2 separate regions of the Mus musculus genome follow, and region 1 is linked to region 2. A link is a contact called in public Hi-C data. All regions are on one chromosome and are shown on one strand. The core of a region is the stretch at or near the end of the contact, and the rest is flanking DNA. Distances in the headings are between cores, read along the strand shown. Region 1 holds the start of Dach2 (dachshund family transcription factor 2). Region 2 overlaps Gm14936 (predicted gene 14936).

Region 1 (5,277 bases), core at 740-3,239, 310 kb before region 2:
CAGAAGTTCTTTATAAAATGATCAACCATGCTGCTGCTTTACAGCAAAGCTCTTTGCTCCTTTTTCATTGCAATTTCCTGATTTGTACACTAATCTTGTCTGTAAATGATTCCTTTTCTGAGATATTACCAGACTGGAGATGAAACACTAAGATTACTAATTCGTATTTTTGAATGTCAAATAATTCTCAACGGTTTCCTTTCCTAAAATTTTATTCAAAACATCAAACTCAAGTTGCTTCTAAGTGCACATGAACAGAGTCTGATGCGCGTTTAAACTGTGATATCAAGGAGGTACACTTATGACTTGGGAAGGTGGCTATTATTATTTAAACAATCCTCTCTTGGGGGAAATGGGATCCTTTCAACTAACTGGTTTGTCTGAGGTGGAGGAGCTGGCTCATCCTCTAAAAAGAAAAAACAAAAAACAAAAAAACAAAAACAAAAAACAACTACTACAACAACAAAGCCTACTAACTTTTACACCAAGCCTCAGCCTAGCCTGAGCCTCAGCATTTCGTGCCCCACATTAACCTCGGCAGGTGGCCCAGGAGGTAGGATTCCAGGAAAGTGGCATCTGTCCTCATCGTTTGTTTTGTTTTTTGGTTTTTGTTTTTAAATAGGACTCATCATCTACTTTACCATGCACCAGGGAGCTTTGCGCAGCAGGCATGAGCATATGTCCTTGTAGGCACTTGTACAAGCATACACACACACACACACACACACACACACACACACACACACACACACCACCTTCACCACCACAGCACACACATCCCAAACACTCTCACAACAAACATACAGGATGGGGATCGAATCACCCTCTGGGATGGATTCTAGACTTCCGTTCCCTTGCACCCCCTAAATGCCTTTTTCTCGGTTGCCAGCTTAGGAGCCCAGGTTACAGCTCAGCCAGCCCCCATACCCAAGAAAGCCCTTGATGCCCGTGTTCAGAAGAAAAACTATCCGACCCGTATGGCCACAAAAGAGCAGGAAAGAAAAGCAAATAAAGAAAATAACTACCACAACAGCCAAAAAGCCATGCAAAATGTAGGCGAACGGCTGTAAAGTTTCAGTGGATGATTGCTACTGAAGTTTGTGCGGGACTTTTTCAAATTGAAGCCCTACCACTGAAAGCAGCCTAGAAAGGACTGGCAATTAATTTATGAGCCCTCCTAGTTCTCTCAACCCCGCCGATTACAATGCAAAGAAGCAGAACTCAACCTCTACAGACCAAGTTGGATGAGACATGCAGAAGAGGGCTAAGGGGTAAAGAGAGAAAGGCAAGCAAGCAATGAGTGTCTCACCTGGCGTTGGTGCAATCGGTGAACAAAGTTTCAAAGTCTTTCCTGGTGATGAGCTTGCAACGATTCACCCCTGGCTGGATGGCCCCCAGCCCACGGAGGATTCGAACTTGCTCTACAGTGCACACCACCGGAGATATGTCGAGTCTCTTCAGCTTAGTGTACACTGTGTGCAACCCTCCCACCAGGTGCTTGAGGAAAAGGTCAAAGACTTGCGGCAGGCAGATCAGTTCCTGGCCATCCATCAGGAATGAAGCTACCTTCACCCCGTGCATGTCGACCATCCGGCACTCGTTTGTGTTGGTGTTGCTGCTGCCACCGCTGCCACCACCAATCCCGCCACCCAAGACACTGCCGTTATGGTTATTGGCCATGAAACTGTTGATCATGTTAGGGGTTAGGCGAGGGGGCTCTCCTGGAGACGAATACAGGGGTTCAGCCCGGAATAAACCCCCCGGGACGCCGGCGCTGCTGGAAGTTGCAGAGATCACCGGAGGTGCAGAGACAGCCATGGTCACTCTGTCTTGAGCCTAGCTCTTAGAGCCCTAGCTTTCTCTCCCTGACTCCTTTAGGTCCCCTTGCGCTCACTCGCTGACTCTCTCTCTCTCTCTTTCAGGCACGTTCTGACTCTCTGAACTGTTCTCAAGTCTGAAGCGCGCTGGCTCCGGCTCCAGCTCATCCACCACCCTACACACTGTGAGCAGCCTCGACCCGCGGCGGCCCAAGAGCCCACCCTCACCACACCCCCTCCCGAGACTGGCAGCGCCCCCCAGCCAATGGGCCCCACCCCCTCAGCGCCCGAGCCCGCAGAATGGCTGCCGCCAGCTAGGGGTGGAGACTCCCTAGCCAGCCTCTGCCTACCTGAAGCCGTGTGGGACTTTCGGTGAATGGAGGTGGAACACAAGAAGGGAGAAGGGGGCGGTGTGCAGCCTTGCTCACTGCCTGGAGATCAGAGCAGAGAGTCCAATTGTCAGGTCTCTGAGGGGGACCATGCTTCCAGCCTGTCTTCTCCTAAGTGGAGGATTAGAAGGGTCACAAACGGGACTCACAAGTGTGTTTCATTCACCACACACCCAGAGCCATCTCGCATGAAAGTGACTTAGCTCTAATTCAACTTGCACATTTCCCCTAAACTCAGCGGAAAGAAAAGGTGGCTTCTCCCAGTATCCTGGAGAAAGAGTCCAGAGAGTTCACAAGTGAACAACTCGGCCTTTCTCTTACCCACTTAGATCACTGGCTGTAATATCTTCCTTATCCAGCGTCCACAGGACCGCTCCCCAGAATTCTTGCATTCATATCAGAGTTGCTGGTTGAGATCCTGTTACTGCTCAAGGAGGTTTAGGAAGCGCGGTGGGAAGCCTCTGTAACAGATGGGTGGATTGTTTTACAACACTTCCGCCACTCTCTGAAACAGACTAGGGTTGTGTGTGTGTGCGCGCGCGCGCGCGCGCGTGCGCGCGTGTGCGTGTGTGTGTGTCTGTGTGTGTGTGTGTGCATGTGCACGAAAGTGCACCATACCTTACTTAGCCTTGCCCTAACATTACCAAAAGGTTTAAAACAGTATATAATTTATAAGGATAGGGTTTAACACTCTGAACTTGTATATTTTTCTCCCTCACAAAGGTCTCCTAAACCAGTGAATGGCCCAGGCATTCCAAAGGCTTTATTTATATCTTAAATGGTTCCTCATGATTCTTCTTCCCCTACCTACCAAACCTCCCACACTTAGTACATAATACACATTGAAGGAAATATCTGAATAGGGTACCTGCCTGAAGAAAAGCATAGTCATTTCCATACAACATATCATATTTAAGTCACCTTAGCCAAGTTGTTTTAAATTCTTTGTCAAGGTTTTAATGAGCTGCAAGGTATTTCCTTTACTATCTTCTAGAGGAGCTGGTAGTTATACAGTGCATTAAATTCAGGTTACATTTATTTACAAAAGCTACCACCCTCATAGCTACATAACTTCTCTGATATTCTTCCAGAGCATAAATACTTTTAGAAACATGCTGAGCAGGGCAAGTGAGTGTGTTTTTTTCCCCACGTCCTAAGTTGAAAATGTCCTATGGAAGGTATATATGTCTCTCTTTCTACCATTTGTTTGTTTTTTTCCTTCTGTCATTTCATTAAGCAAGTATTACAAATTTCCTTTTGAGTTTCTTCATAGTGTTCTATTTCAAATTGAATGAGGTCAAAATGTGAAGATCTCACGATGACAGTGGCTTTTGGAATACAGGAATAAGCAACTCTAACATAATAGATTGGAATACATTCAATCACAAATCATTTTTAAAGGCATGAAATTGTTTCTGCTTACTTGCTACGATCTTGGGAGAAAAATGAGAAGAAATAAGGGCACCAAAAAGATAGAAAGAGAAAGAAAAGGTTCCCAGAGAATGCAGTGGTTTGCAAAGACAATATAACAGCACCACCATACTTTTTAGTATTTACTAATTGTTCCTTTATTAAAAAAAAAACACAAAAAACAAAAAGAAACCTAAAATCTGTACAAGAGGTGTTTGAATGGGATGTCTATTAAACAATATGTTGAAATGTACCTCTGGTGTTGTTGCAATAAAAACTTCCAAAAGAATACATTTTATGCCGAGTTTTATTTGAGAAAACTCTACACTGATGATCCTAAGATCAAGCACTTCCCTGTGTATGGCTGCAACTACAATATAAAAGGCTTCCTTTTACAGTAATTGGAGGTTTTTAGCAATAAGATACTATAAGGATGTGTGTACAGGTACACGAGAGCCCACCATACCTTAGTCTTGCCCTAACATTACCAAAAGACTCAAAACAGTATAGAGTTTATAAGAATAGAGTTTAACACTCTGAACTTGGTGGCTTTTTTCTCTCTCACAAATGGGCTCAGATGTTTGGATGTTTTATATTTTAAAAATATGATATAAAATGAAACAGGTAGAACATTCACTAAGACTGTAATCATTTCTTATATTAGAAAAACAAATGCATTTTGGTGTTAGAAAAGACACAAATTAAATGTTATACATTTAAAGTGTCTATCAAGTTTATAGCAATGTTGTAATTATCAAATATTAATGCTAAAATTCAAGTAGAATTGATAAAACCTCAAATTGACTGGTAATCATTGAAGGATTAACAGCTCTTATAAGCCTTCAATATAGAAAATACTTTTGGTTTCATTACTTGACTTCCTTTCCATTGTGTTCCTGTAGAAAATTACCATGTGAATTAATTTTAAGTGATACTTGCAACTTAAAAACATCTAGATCAAGACTTCAGATACTGTGTCCTTGGGTTTCTTGACGCTTTGATGAATGTATTTCTATTACTACTATCTATGGTTTGAGACTGACATTATCAGATTCCACATACAGACATTTATTCCTTTTTGATTTGAATATCGTCCGTCAGACAAACATATTTCTAAAGAAGCCTGGCTTTCTGCAAGACTGGAGGAAACTTTACATGTCAATACCCTGTAACTTTGGAACTTTATGAAGGCGTATAAAATTGTAATGGCTGTAGCAAACAGAGTGCCCATGTGTACTGGGTTAGTCTGATGCTGCTTGTATTCTATAGCTAAAACTGGTTCCTCCAAATGTGGTTGCTCAAGTACTCAAATGACGCCATGTGAACCTTCTCCCCAATTTAACTGGTCAATAAAAAGCTAGAGCCTGATATTGGGCAGTGGAGGGAATAAGGTGGGACTGGATGTTCAAGAGGAGGTTGGAGGTGGGTGAGAAAGGAGGACTGACTGAGAGAAAACTTCCATGGACCAGATCTGAGTGGCCAGGAGAAAACAGCAAGTAGCAAGGGACTTCATAACAAGGAATAAGTTAGAATAGCCATTGATCTGCCCAATCTAGTCATTTGGCTTTTAAATAAAATATCTGGAATGTGTGTCTTTTATATGGGCTTCTTAGAACACTAATTTCAACACCACCTTTGGTAGATGAGATGCAGTGCATGAA
Region 2 (5,258 bases), core at 30-2,529:
TATTTGGGAACCATTCAGTATATATAAAACATCATACATTCTAATGAAGATTAGAAATTATCCCATTTCAAGAATTTTCTTTTCCAAATCTTACACTCAATTTAGAGATCAAAATCAATATAAAGGGAAAGAAAACCACACACAAAAAGAATAAACTTGACTTCACTCACATTTCACTAATATTTATTTCCATCTGATTGTTTTTCATGCCACCTTACCCTCATTTGAACATAAAGTACACATTGTAGGTAAGTAGTCCAATATGCTGCCTTTTCTCTGGAAGGCAGGTTGCTTACTCAACAGCAAAATGGAAACTGCTTCTTGTGCCTCAGTATTTGTGTCAGCAGCAAAACTGAAAATATTCCTTGTCACCCACACTGCTGTCAGGAGGGGAAAAAAAGCTGAGGAGCATCATTTCAGCACTAACACAAGTATCAGGATGATTTACCTATCTGTTCTGCCTCACTTTCATCTCAGCTCTCAGAGATTCATTCATCAACATTTTATTTACACACACATATCTCATTTTTACACCATTTTCTCCCCACTGCCAGATGGCTCTGTTGTGTGCATCCTGTTCATCAAGGAGAATGAGAAAGAGACACAGGCACATAGTGTTGGCATTTGGGTAAAGCTCCAGCAAATAATGGGTCAGACTAAAGTAAATGTTTGTCCTCCCTTGAAGAAATACTAGGCAGTGACCAAACACATGAGTAAATGATTAAAATTAGAAACTTTGCTCCTATCGTGCCACAAAGTTTAACGCAGTGTATTGTGTACTTAAACTACTTAATGAATGAAGTTTCTACTACTTCTAAAGATGAATCAGTTCATAGTCTAATATTTCTCTTTACGGTATCATTCTCTCTAACATCAAGTTTACAAAAGAAAACTGTTAAAAAAGACCATTAGAAGTGGTTAAGAACTCAAAAACTTGAATTAGAATTTTGAGTCTTTTGTAAATAAGTATCTTAAGTTTTACTGCCTCATTTTGTTTACCTGTAATTGCTAAACAGCTACAAGATTTTTATTTTTTAAAAATTGCCACATATTGTAGAGATTTATTGTTAGAACTAAGTGATTTTATTTTTAGAAAAAAAATCTCATCACAGTGCCAAACATAAAGTCCCAATTAAAGGGAGTTATTTTTGTGGTAAAATCAAAGTTTGAGATGCTATGGAAGTGTTCTTTCATGGATTTTTCTGCTTCGGATAGAGCCTCTGGTCCATCGGAAGCAGGCATTCCTCTGCTTTCTGTAAAGGAAACATGGCATTGCTTAATGGGTAAAGGTGATTTCCTGCTGACCTGGTTTCAACTCATATGGTGCAAAGAGAGGACTGACCTCACAACTTGTCCTCTGACCTCCGAGGTATGTGGATATAATGGCAAGAAAAAAATGCACCCAACACAGATACACACACACACACACACACACACACACACACACACACACACTAAATGTTTTCTTAAGTAAACCAAAAACTGACTGGTGAGGGGTGAACAGAATTGAGAAAGGAGACAAATTGGCAGTCTGGGCCTCAGGCTACCATGACAAAGTACACAAAGACCAGCTGACTTCAGAGAAATCTATTTTCTTAAATATGGAGACTGTAAAGTTCTAAGATCGACTTTCTAGTGGTTTAGTTTCTCTTGAGATCTAGCATCTTGGTTTATACTGAATGATTTTGTCCTCATGTCCTTTCCTCTGAGCACTCACAGAGTGAAAACATGACTTCTTCCACTTTTCTTCTTAGGACAATGATCCTATCAGCTTATTATTAATTGTTATTAATTCATTTGACCATAATTATTTCACAAAGCCTATCTTCAAATATAGTTACATCGGAAGTTAAGATTTCTGTGTAAAAACTTTGGGTGGGAGAGTAACAATTTTTCAGTTCACAATGTATTAACAAATCAATCATTTACTAAGCCTCTTTGGGTTTGTCTCTTTATGTTTTTGCATCAGTAGGGACTGAATCTAAGGCTTCAAATTACCAAATAATTTATATCCCCATATATTATGGAGAGAAGACTTCTTTTTGTAGACCTGGATGGCCTGGACCTTTCTATGTAGACAAGTCTGGCCTTGAATTCACAGAGGCCTTCCTACATCTACCTCCCAAATGCTGGAATCTATTTTTTTTTTCGAGACAGGGTTTCTCTGTGTAGCCTTGGCTGTCTTGGAACTCACTCTGTAGACCAGGCTGGCCTCGAACTCAGAAATCCTCCTGCCAGTGCTGGGATTAAAGGCGTGCAGCACCACTGGAATCTATTTTTACTTTTAAAAATTTGAGACATGGTTTCACTAAGTTGTCTGGGTTGACAATAAACTTCTACTGCAGCTCAGGCAGACCTTAAGCTTGAAATTCTCATGACTAAGCATTCAAAGTAGTTGAGATTATAGACATAGGCCTATGTACATCTGGATTGACTGGGTCTGTTGTAAGAGTTTTTCCACCTTATCTTTATATCCAGGTGGAAACACAGAGGACAGATTGGAGATCAGTTGTAGTGCTGAAGTAATGGAACAAAAATATTCCTGAAGAATTGAAAATCAGGTCAGATCAAATGATGCTCCACAGGTTATATACTAAAAGGACTGCAGTTCTATAGAGACCACAGATCCAAAATGGAAAACTACTAGAATTATAACTTGAAATATCTTAGCAGATTGGTCTAGAGACATTTAACATTTTTTAGTATATGCCAATTGTATATAAACATGTGTTTCATTATTTTTTCATATATGTGTGCAATGTTTCTTCACCATATTTGTTATCCTCTCTTGTCCTTTACCCACTCTTGAAGATTTCTTCCTTCTTTCCACTTCCATACTTTCTCAAAAATCTTACTTTCGCACCTTTGTGGGGTGTGTGTGTGTGTCCCAGTATGTTTCATTAGGGCCGTTTACAGAATTATGAGTGAGGACTTGTTTATCAAAGCATGGTACCTTACCAGTGGCTACAACCACAACTACAAATATAAAATTGCTATCCCTCCCCCATCAATCACTATAGGTATATAAATCTTCATAGAGGAGTGTATCTCTGGGTGGCCCTCCATCTTCCATGAGAAGATGATGACAGGGCCAATCTTGTACAAGTATTATCAGGTGATTTCAGCTGAAATGAGTTTAGGAGTACGGCAGTCACATTATGCCCAGAACTCAGACTCAAGTTTCCATTCCTCTCCTTTCTCCAGCTTTTACATTTACTCTACCATGCTTTACAGGGTGTTCCTTGGAACTTGAATGCGGTAATTTATATGTCCCATTTCTGTTTGAGCATTGGTCACTTACTCTCAGCACTTTGATCAGTTATGGGAGCCCACAATTACTGCTGGCCAGCTTCTCTGACTCAAGTGGACAGCAGCCCTAATCTATGAGCACAAATGTAGGTGTCTCAAAGGAAAGTTTATGGGCATACCATGTTAATTTAGCAAAACATCAAAAGGAGCTTGCCTTCTAGGTCTAATGACTTCATCAGTCACTGAGTTTTGACCAGGTTTACCATAGCAGATGTAAATCCTTTCCTGAGTAAGGGGAAGCAAGTTACATTTGTTTATTGGATTTTACTTTTAGGGTCTATGTTTAAACAAATATTTTTGAAAATAAATTCTTACTTAAAAATAAATGAAAATAAAAAGCATACAAAGAAATGTTGTATACTCCTTATCCTGATATGTCTGTTGGCATTTCTTTGTTCTCTGTCACATACAGGCACAGAAACAGACACTACTTTACTCAGACAAATTAGTGATGAGTTATATAAACTGTAGTCCTAAGAATATGACACATGCATTTACAATAATATATCTCTAACATTCAGTTCCTCTCATTTGACTCATTGTGTTCTTTGTAGAATACCACCCTCCAATTGAGAGGTAGTCTAGACTTGCTGCCATGTTTGTTGACATAATTCATTAAATTCTTTTATGCTAAAGCAGTTCTACAGTATCTTCTTGTCCCTTGATCAAAGTCATGAATAAATTATTTAATGTACTTTTTCTTTTTACCTTGGCAATTAATATGCTTTTGCTGGGGAGTCACTTTGAGACTAGGTGAATTTGAAAGGTTCTCATTGTAATTTACCCCAAGAGCAAGATTCTTTTGGTTATTATTAAATGATCTGGTTTTGTTATTATAATTGTAAACTGTAGGGATTACAATTATGCCACTTTATGCACACATATCATCATCCTATTTTAAACAGGAATCCTTCTTCCATGTTCACTTAGACATTTTCTACTACTGCCAGCAGGGGTTCATGATTTTTTTGTCCTAGGATTTACTTATTTTGATGTTCCTATTGTTGTATATTTTCTCATGAAATGTGTGTTTTCTTAATAATCAGCCAGTAAAAATTTTAAAGAATTGTATTCAGAGTAAATAAAATATTCCATACTTACTTTGTGTCTGCCCTATTCTGGTCTTAGAACAAGCCATTTTTCCAAATATTCCTTAGAAAATACATTTTTCAATTGTGCTTCTTGCTGTAGTTATTGTTATATTTTAAGCAAGTTTGAGGTATAAAATTTGGTTGTATTGTCATTTTGTTTTCCTCCATAATTTGATGTTTCAATGATATTTGAAAAAGAAATATCTGCCTCCTCCCCACCATTTGGAAAGAAAGCTACATTTTTATTTTGTTATCAAATCTGTCTTCTTACTGTTTTACAAATACCTGTTTTGTTGCTATTGTTAATTTGTTATGAGTTGTAAAATAAGGAAATCTATAGCACTTCATACACTTGTATAATTTATTTATATTATAAATAATATGTTAGCGTATATAGCACAATAGAGTGCATAAATTAAGATTTATGTGGGTCTTTTTGATTGTATCAGATGGGTTTCACATACTTGGAAAGACACACATGACAAAAAGCAAAGAAGAGATTAATTGCCAATATTTAAGGATATCTGTTCAATGAAACTCTTATGTAAATAAATACATAACTTGGATGTTTTGTGATACTGCCTAGGACTCACGGAATATTGCATATGACCATATTAGAAGAGAAAGACTTGTTACAAACCAAAGCCCTAGACAAGGAAAAAAACCTAACTCTGTATGAAACCATCTAGTTGTAGCAGACTCTTTTTCCTGGAGCAATCTAATAGGAAGTGAGGACAGGAGTGCATCACTTATGAGAGGGCAGAGCAAGTGTGATTTTGTTGATGAAGTGCCCTAACCACAACATTTCTGGCTCTAAGAATAGTCCATGCTAACAATAACTATCTTTTCTGAAGCTAT

The links. A called contact is a pair of places that touch in the nucleus more often than the background predicts.
Region 1: a Hi-C map of liver shows a contact between it and region 2, with 4 times the contacts expected there. The contact joins the promoter of Dach2 here to the enhancer-like site in region 2. A contact is called at or near these places in 10 of 39 promoter capture datasets (the 3T3-L1 cell line, the C10 cell line, the HPC-7 cell line and 4 more), 2 of 15 datasets of contacts at CTCF or cohesin (large pre-B cells and pro-B cells), 2 of 484 Hi-C or Micro-C datasets (gonadal supporting cells and liver), 3 of 115 datasets of contacts at active chromatin or transcription factors (large pre-B cells, pro-B cells and stem cell-derived neural progenitor cells) and 3 of 9 other capture datasets (adipose tissue, liver and pancreatic islet).

Annotation. Positions count from the first base shown.
Region 1 is chrX:113,294,968-113,300,244 of GRCm38.p6, reverse strand. It overlaps Dach2 (dachshund family transcription factor 2), which reads right to left and starts at 1,989. Exons shown (of 13, transcript NM_033605.2): 1 at 1,310-1,989. The coding sequence starts at 1,818.
Region 2 is chrX:112,980,327-112,985,584 of GRCm38.p6, reverse strand. Gm14936 (predicted gene 14936) reads left to right here. Exons shown (of 4, transcript NR_166839.1): 4 at 2,479-4,721. Among named protein-coding and RNA genes, the nearest start is that of Gm14936, 27 kb to the left of the region's middle. Within about 2 kb of position 1,279, at least 6 of the 459 cell types and tissues checked have an H3K27ac peak or open chromatin away from gene starts, as enhancers often do. A contact at or near this core is called in liver, where this site is marked.